Regions from separate parts of the Mus musculus genome. Here region 2 is linked to region 1. The links are chromatin contacts, called in public HiChIP or PLAC-seq maps. All regions are on one chromosome and are shown on one strand. Each heading gives the region's core, a stretch centred on a gene start, on an enhancer-like site or on the middle of the called end of the contact. The rest is flanking DNA. Distances are from core to core; before and after follow the strand shown. Region 1 overlaps Myo15b (myosin XVB). Region 2 overlaps Fbf1 (Fas (TNFRSF6) binding factor 1).

Region 1 (3,164 bases), core at 584-3,083:
GTCTGAGAGCTCCAGCTCTACCTGAGGCGTACTGGCACTGAGGGATGGATTTGTGTGTGGGGACCATTCTGAAGGGAAAGGTCCGAGACAAAAGATTAAGTTCTTTCCTTCCTCGAGCCCAGGAGAGTGGGAAAGAAATGGCAAGGGCTGGAGAGATGGCTTAGAGGGTAAGAGCAGAGGACCCAGGTTCAAATCTCAGCATCCACATGGTGTCTCACAACCATTACTATAACTCCAGTTTCAGGAGATCTGATGACCTCTTCTGACTTCCGTGACCATCAGCTACACATGTGGGGCAAATACAGACATGCAGGCAAAGCACATGCACACATTAAAAAGGAAATAAATCTAAAAAGTAACTAATTTATAAAAAAAAACTTAGGCTAGGCATGGTGGCACACGCCTTTAGTCCTAGCATTTGGGAAGCAGAGACAGGAGGATCTCTGAGATGTCAAGGCCAGCCTGGTCTATAGAGCAAGTTCTAGTATATACACAGAGAGACCCTTTCTCAAAACAACAAGGAAAGGAAGGAAGGAAGGAAGGAAGGAAGGAAGGAAGGAAGGACAGACAGACCAGGCTGAGCTAGGCAGTACATCCCAGACTAATCTGGTATATGAAACCCCATTTTCCAAAATAAATAAATAAGAATCCCAGATGCCTGGTGGACAGCTTTGTGGAGTCACAGGAACATGTATAGGACCCAGACTTTACATGGGAACCGAGGTTGCAGGGTAGACACCAAAAATAAAGTGACCCTGGGATGGTGATATGGCTCAGGAGGAGGAGGGCTTGCCTAGCGGGCACAGAGCCCTAGGTTCGATCCCCAGCACGGTATAAAATCAGGTGTGGTAATGCTGTTCTACAGAACAACCCAAGCCAAAGCATGAAGTTTTGGGGGTTCAGCTGTGCCTCCTTGCAAAAGCTCATCCCCAGGTGGACTGTGGATTGTTTACATTCCCCCACAGAGGAGTGGAGTGGGTCACAAGATCTTGGCCCTCACGGCACGTGGCCTGGGGAATAAGTAACATTTGCAGGCCAGGGAAGACCAGGGGAGAGGGCTTCATCCATGCATCTGTGGTAAGACAGGAGCATACACTGGGACGCGGCCATTGCCGCTCTTCCCCTGAGGAGGGATTGTGACAGAGGGTGTGCACCCGTGGTCCCAGCAGTCTAGAGGTAGAGGTGAGGAGGGCCATCCTCAGCTACATATGGAGTTGGAGGCTAGCCCGGCCAAAAGGGACTGTATCTCAAGCCAGCCAGGAATGGTGGTGCCCGGTATCTTTAATCCAGCCTTTAATCCCCAGCGTTCTGGGTGCAGAGACAGGGGGATCAGTGTGAATTCAAAGCCAGCCTGGTCATCATAGGGAACTGTCCCCAAAACCAAATAAGAGAAACCCCTCACAGGTGTTTCTCAAGTCCTTGATTCACATTTTTTTTTTTAAATCTGTTTTACGAATATGGGTGTTTTGATTTTTTGCATTTGTCTGAGTAACATGTGTGGTCCTGGGGAGGCCAGAAAAGGGCATTGGATCCCCTGGGACTGGAGTTACAACTGGGAACCACCATCCATGTAAGGACTGGGAACTGAACCTGGATACTCTAGCAGAATAGCCAGTGTTTGTTTGTTTGTTTGTTTGTTTCCGAGACAGGGTTTCTCTGTGTAGCCCTGGCTGTCCTGGAATTCACTCTGTAGGCCAGGCTGGCCTCGAACTCAGAAATCCGACTGCCTCTGCCTCCCAAGTGCTGGGATTAAAGGCGTGCACCACCACGCCTGGCTACAGCCAGTGTTTTTTCCCACCCCTTAGGTTAAAGTGACCTGTGACAGCTTGTGGAGAGGGTGTGGCTGGAACAGTTTTGACCTCTGTCTCAAAGCCTCCAACTATGTCTTCTTTAACTCCTTCAGACTTCCTCAGAAATATCACATCTAGGGCTTGGTGGAGGTGGCTCCTGGGCCTGAGGTGACCCTGACCTTCTCAAATAGGACCTGGCTGTTCAAAAGGATGAAGGGAACACACTGTAGGGATTCTGCTGCAGGCCAAGCTGACTCCCTCAGTCTGAGGAAGAGATCTGGGGAGACAAATGTCCCCATGTCTAGGTTGTGTGGGGCTGCGGTCTTCAGGAAGGAACGGGGTGAATTCAGGGAACAGTAAGTGTGTACAGGACCTGAGAAAGTGTGGCTCCTTCCTTACCAGGCCACAGACCACACCTTCCTCCAGAAGTGCCACTATCACCATGGTGACCACCCCAGCTACGCCAAGCCTCAGCTGCCCCTGCCAATCTTCACGGTGCGGCACTACGCTGGGACTGTCACCTACCAGGTATCTGCCCTCAGACAAAGAATGCAGGTGAATCATCAAGGCCGTGTCATCGTAGTGTCTGCCCCTCCCAAGCTGAGTCACCTACCAGAAGTGGCACCGTATCTCCATGAGAGCCTCAGGCCACACCCACTTCTGAGTGTTATTTTTTAATAGCTCCTTAGCTAAGGATGGGGCCTTGAGAGCCCCTCCCATCCATGCTGGATTTTTTTTTTTTTACATTTGTTTTTAGTTAATGAGGTGGGGGAAGGGTGCGTGTGTGTATATATGTGGAGGTCAGAGGACAACTTCTGGGGGTTGGTTTTCTTCTTCCATGGTGTGACTAGCTGGGCTTGAACTTGGGTCCTCAGACTCAGCAGCAGGTGTCTTACTGGCCCATTTTACTGTGCAGTTTGCTCTCTTAACCACTGAGCCATCTCATCTGTCCCTTAACATCTCATCTGTCCCTCCCCGTTTTAAAAACTCTTTGGGTAGGAGAGTTTTGCCTGCATGAGTCTGTGCATCATGAGTGTGCCGGGTGCCCTCAGATGCCATCAGAGAGCATCAGATTCTCTGGGGCTGGGGTGAGTGTAGGATGGGATGTGCTATGTGGGTGCTGGGAATCGAACCCAGATCCTCGAAAAGAGCGGCCAGTGCTCAACTGTGGAGCCACCTCTGCAGCCCCAAGTCGTCATCATCTTTTTAAAAATTATGCCTTGGTGTTTTATAGTTTGCTTGCTTGTTTGTTTTTGAGACAGAGTTTCTCTGTGTATCCCTGGCTGTCCTGGATCTCACTACTGCCTGGTCTCAAACTCAGAGATCCTCCTGTCTCTGCCTCCCAACTTGCTCCAATTAAAGACTTGAGCCACG
Region 2 (3,088 bases), core at 129-2,628, 280 kb after region 1:
CAAGGCCTGCCTGGTTTTCAAGCTAAGATGCCAAAGAAACAAAAACAAACAACAGAAAGAAATGGTGACTCATTCATTAGTCCTCGCACTCAGGAAGAGGCAGAGGCAGGAGAATCTCTGTGACTTCAAGGCCAACCTGGTCTACACAGAGAGTTCCAGGCCAGCCAGGACTACATAGTGAGTCCCTGTCTCAAACAAACAAAAAACTCCCCTGAAAAAGGAGGTAGGGGTAGAGAGATGGCTCAACAGCTGACACACCTGCAGTCTAGCATGTGGGATGCTGAAGCAGGGGGATCTGAGTGTGAACCCAGACTGTGCAATAAAGCAAGATCCTATTTTCAAACAAAACCCCAAACCAGTAGCTTCCCACAGCCTCTAAATTGAGCAGGTGGAATAGGTCCTGCTGCTTCCTGCTCCAGGCTGTGTCCCGTCCTCCTGGAGTCACTGAGTCACTCACCATCCCGGCTGGAGGCTGCCGGGCCCTGAACCCTGGGGGGCAGCCCCGGAAGGCTAGCAGGCACTTCCTGCCGCACGCGGTCCAGCTGCAGCCTCTGCTGTGCCAGGCTCAGGTGCTCCTGTGCCAACACCAAGGAGAGGGACTCAGTGGGGGCAGAGGAAGGTGGCCTGAGGGGCAGGGCGGGGACTGGAACCTTGCCTGGTGCACACGTTGCTCCTGCTGCCGCAGCCACTCCTGCTGCCGCTGGACCACCTGCAGCCGGCCCTGCTGCTCATTCTGCATCTGCTGCGCCTCCTGCAAGGCCTGCTCCCCCTCCTCGTATTTCTTGGAGGCTACCTGCAGGGAGGCCACTGGGTCAGGGCCGGCTGGAAGCCAACAGTGGCTTGCACAGCAGCCCTGCTGAGGCACACCTTACTCATGTGTTCCACCTCCTGTGCACGGGCCTGCAGGCGCAGGCTGGCTTTGTGTAACCTGTCCTTCTCCAGCCGGAGCTCTTGGCGCTCTCTCTCCAAAGCCTCCCTCTCAGCAAGCAGCTTCTCCTCCTTGGCCCGGAGCTCACAGGCCCTAACTGTCAGCTCCGCCTGCTCCTGCAGAATGAATGCAGTCATTGCTGTAGTCGCTGATCCAGAGCTACTCCAAGTCTATGTAGCCACTGGGGTACCTGTCCCCCTCCCCCACCTCTAGCAGTGGACAGTAGAGCAAGGGACTTCTGACATGGACCAGAGAAGCCTGGGGCCAAGCTTGGAGGCTCCTGCAAAGCCACACAAATTGTCATGTCCAACTTCCCTGAATACCAGTTTCCTCATTTAAATATCTGAATCAACAGGCTGAAAGAACCAGTTAGCAAATAAGAGAACTATGCACACAGAGCCTCCGAAAAGGCAAGGAACCTGGCTGCTGGCCACGGTTCCAGTTCCTGGACTCGTGCTGTGCCCTAGCTATGCTCTTGTTCCCAGGACGGAGGGAGTCCAGGGCACCCTGGCATGCTCGGTCCTGGGCTCTGGGCCCTACCTTGGTCAGGCTGATGATGGTGCCCTCCCGCTGGGAGTCTGCATGCATCGCCCTCTCAGCCTCACGCTCCGCCCGTTCCTTACTCAGCTTCTGCTGTGTGAAATACTCAGCCCACTCTGCTGCCAGGCGCCGCCGCTCCTCCCCACACTTATTCATGACTGACTTCTGCTCCTCCAGCAAGGCGCTCTGTGTGGGGGCAGCGAGGGCAGTGTGAGTGTCCTTGGGCAGGATCGGTGGGCTCAGCAGCCGGGGGTGGGTCTGGTCTCACCTTGGCTCTCTCCAGCTCCTCCCTCTCCATGGCAATCTGCTGGACCATGATCTTCCTTTGCTCCTCCAGAGTGCGCTGGGCTGACTCTGCCTTAGTCTTCTCGGCGGCCACCCGCCAACGTTCCTGCAAGGCCAGCACCGGGCTGAGGGCGGACTCCCCACTCTGGGAACAGGCCGGGCTGTTCCCTCATGCTGTCATAAACTCATTTCCAAAATAATGTGGAGTGACAGGCACTGGGGAAGTGACAGGCACTGGGGAGTACTGTCCAGGTCCAGTCCTGCAATTCTGAATCAGGAGGCTCCAGTACTCAGGTCAAACTGTACTTTGGAGAAGGTTCAGGAGTGCCCTGCCCCAAAGCTCCAGGCTGGCCCATCACCTAGCAGCCTCAAGTGCGGAAGCCAGTTTCCGTAAGCACGAGGGCAGAAGTTCAGAAAAGTTTAGTCTTCTTTAAACACTGAGCCTCAGGGCTGGAGTTAAAAGCTCCAACTCTTCAGGGGAGCGGGGTTCCATTCCCAGCACCCCAGAGTGACTCACAACCATTTGTCACTCTAGCTGCAGAGGATATGATGCCCCTTTCTGGCCTCTGAAGGCAAAGCAACCCATACACATAAAAACAAAACAAAAAAAGACTAACGCCTAATTCATCTATGAGTGACCTGCAGGGAGGTCAAACATCCTTGCACATGGGGGCTAAATGACATTTAGTAGGCAAGTGTGTCCATCTCAGAGCCACAGATTTCAGCTCATGTCAGGTCTGAGGAAGGGGAAGTATAGTGTTGGTGGGTGGGTCTGTAGGATGGCCCTGGGGCAGGTAGCTGACATCTGGTGTTAAGTGAAAACAGAAGCAGGAAGAGACAGGAAGAATAGGCCTATAGGTCGCTGCGTGCTTAAGTGGATGTCAGAGAACAGCTGGCCACGGGCTTGGCCCATTGGCTATGATCAAATGCAGAGTGGCTGAGCTCATCCAAGGTGGCCCTGAAGTATAGACATTAGGACAGACTCACCTGTTCCAGGAGCCGGCTCTGCTCACTCAGGCGTACTTCCATCTTCCCGATGACCTCCTGTAGCCTGTTCCGCTCTTCCTCCATGTCTCGCTGCTGTCGGCCCAGCCGCTCCTGCAGAGCTGGAGGCAACACGTGGGGTGGTCACTGTCTGCCCTCTTTCCCAACACACGGGTCCCAGTTAGAGAGAGAGGGCTACCTCGCAATTGCTCATCTTGCTGCCGAATCCCCAGCTCTCGTTGCTGTGAGGTGGTAAGGTGCGAGGCCTCCACGCGGGAGGACAGCGTGTTCAAGCTGCTGGAAAACTTCTCCATCTGCTCGATGATGCCATTCAGGGACCTGGAGGATCGT

The links. HiChIP or PLAC-seq counts read pairs in DNA pulled down with a chosen protein or histone mark.
Region 2: a FOXA1 HiChIP or PLAC-seq map of pancreatic cancer cells shows a contact between it and region 1. The contact joins two enhancer-like sites. A contact is called at or near these places in 2 of 39 promoter capture datasets (liver and pre-B cells), 1 of 484 Hi-C or Micro-C datasets (liver), 1 of 115 datasets of contacts at active chromatin or transcription factors (pancreatic cancer cells) and 1 of 9 other capture datasets (liver).

What each region holds. Positions count from the first base shown.
Region 1 is chr11:115,867,283-115,870,446 of GRCm38.p6, forward strand. It overlaps Myo15b (myosin XVB), which reads left to right. Exons shown (of 64, transcript NM_001384233.1): 14 at 2,193-2,318. Among named protein-coding and RNA genes, the nearest start is that of Myo15b, 11 kb to the left of the region's middle. Within about 2 kb of position 1,834, at least 66 of the 459 cell types and tissues checked have an H3K27ac peak or open chromatin away from gene starts, as enhancers often do. A contact at or near this core is called in pancreatic cancer cells, where this site is marked.
Region 2 is chr11:116,144,968-116,148,055 of GRCm38.p6, forward strand. It overlaps Fbf1 (Fas (TNFRSF6) binding factor 1), which reads right to left. Exons shown (of 31, transcript NM_172571.3): 23 at 2,937-3,076; 24 at 2,741-2,859; 25 at 1,737-1,859; 26 at 1,469-1,654; 27 at 868-1,044; 28 at 656-793; 29 at 458-575. Among named protein-coding and RNA genes, the nearest start is that of Mrpl38, 7.6 kb to the left of the region's middle. Within about 2 kb of position 1,379, at least 68 of the 459 cell types and tissues checked have an H3K27ac peak or open chromatin away from gene starts, as enhancers often do. A contact at or near this core is called in pancreatic cancer cells, where this site is marked.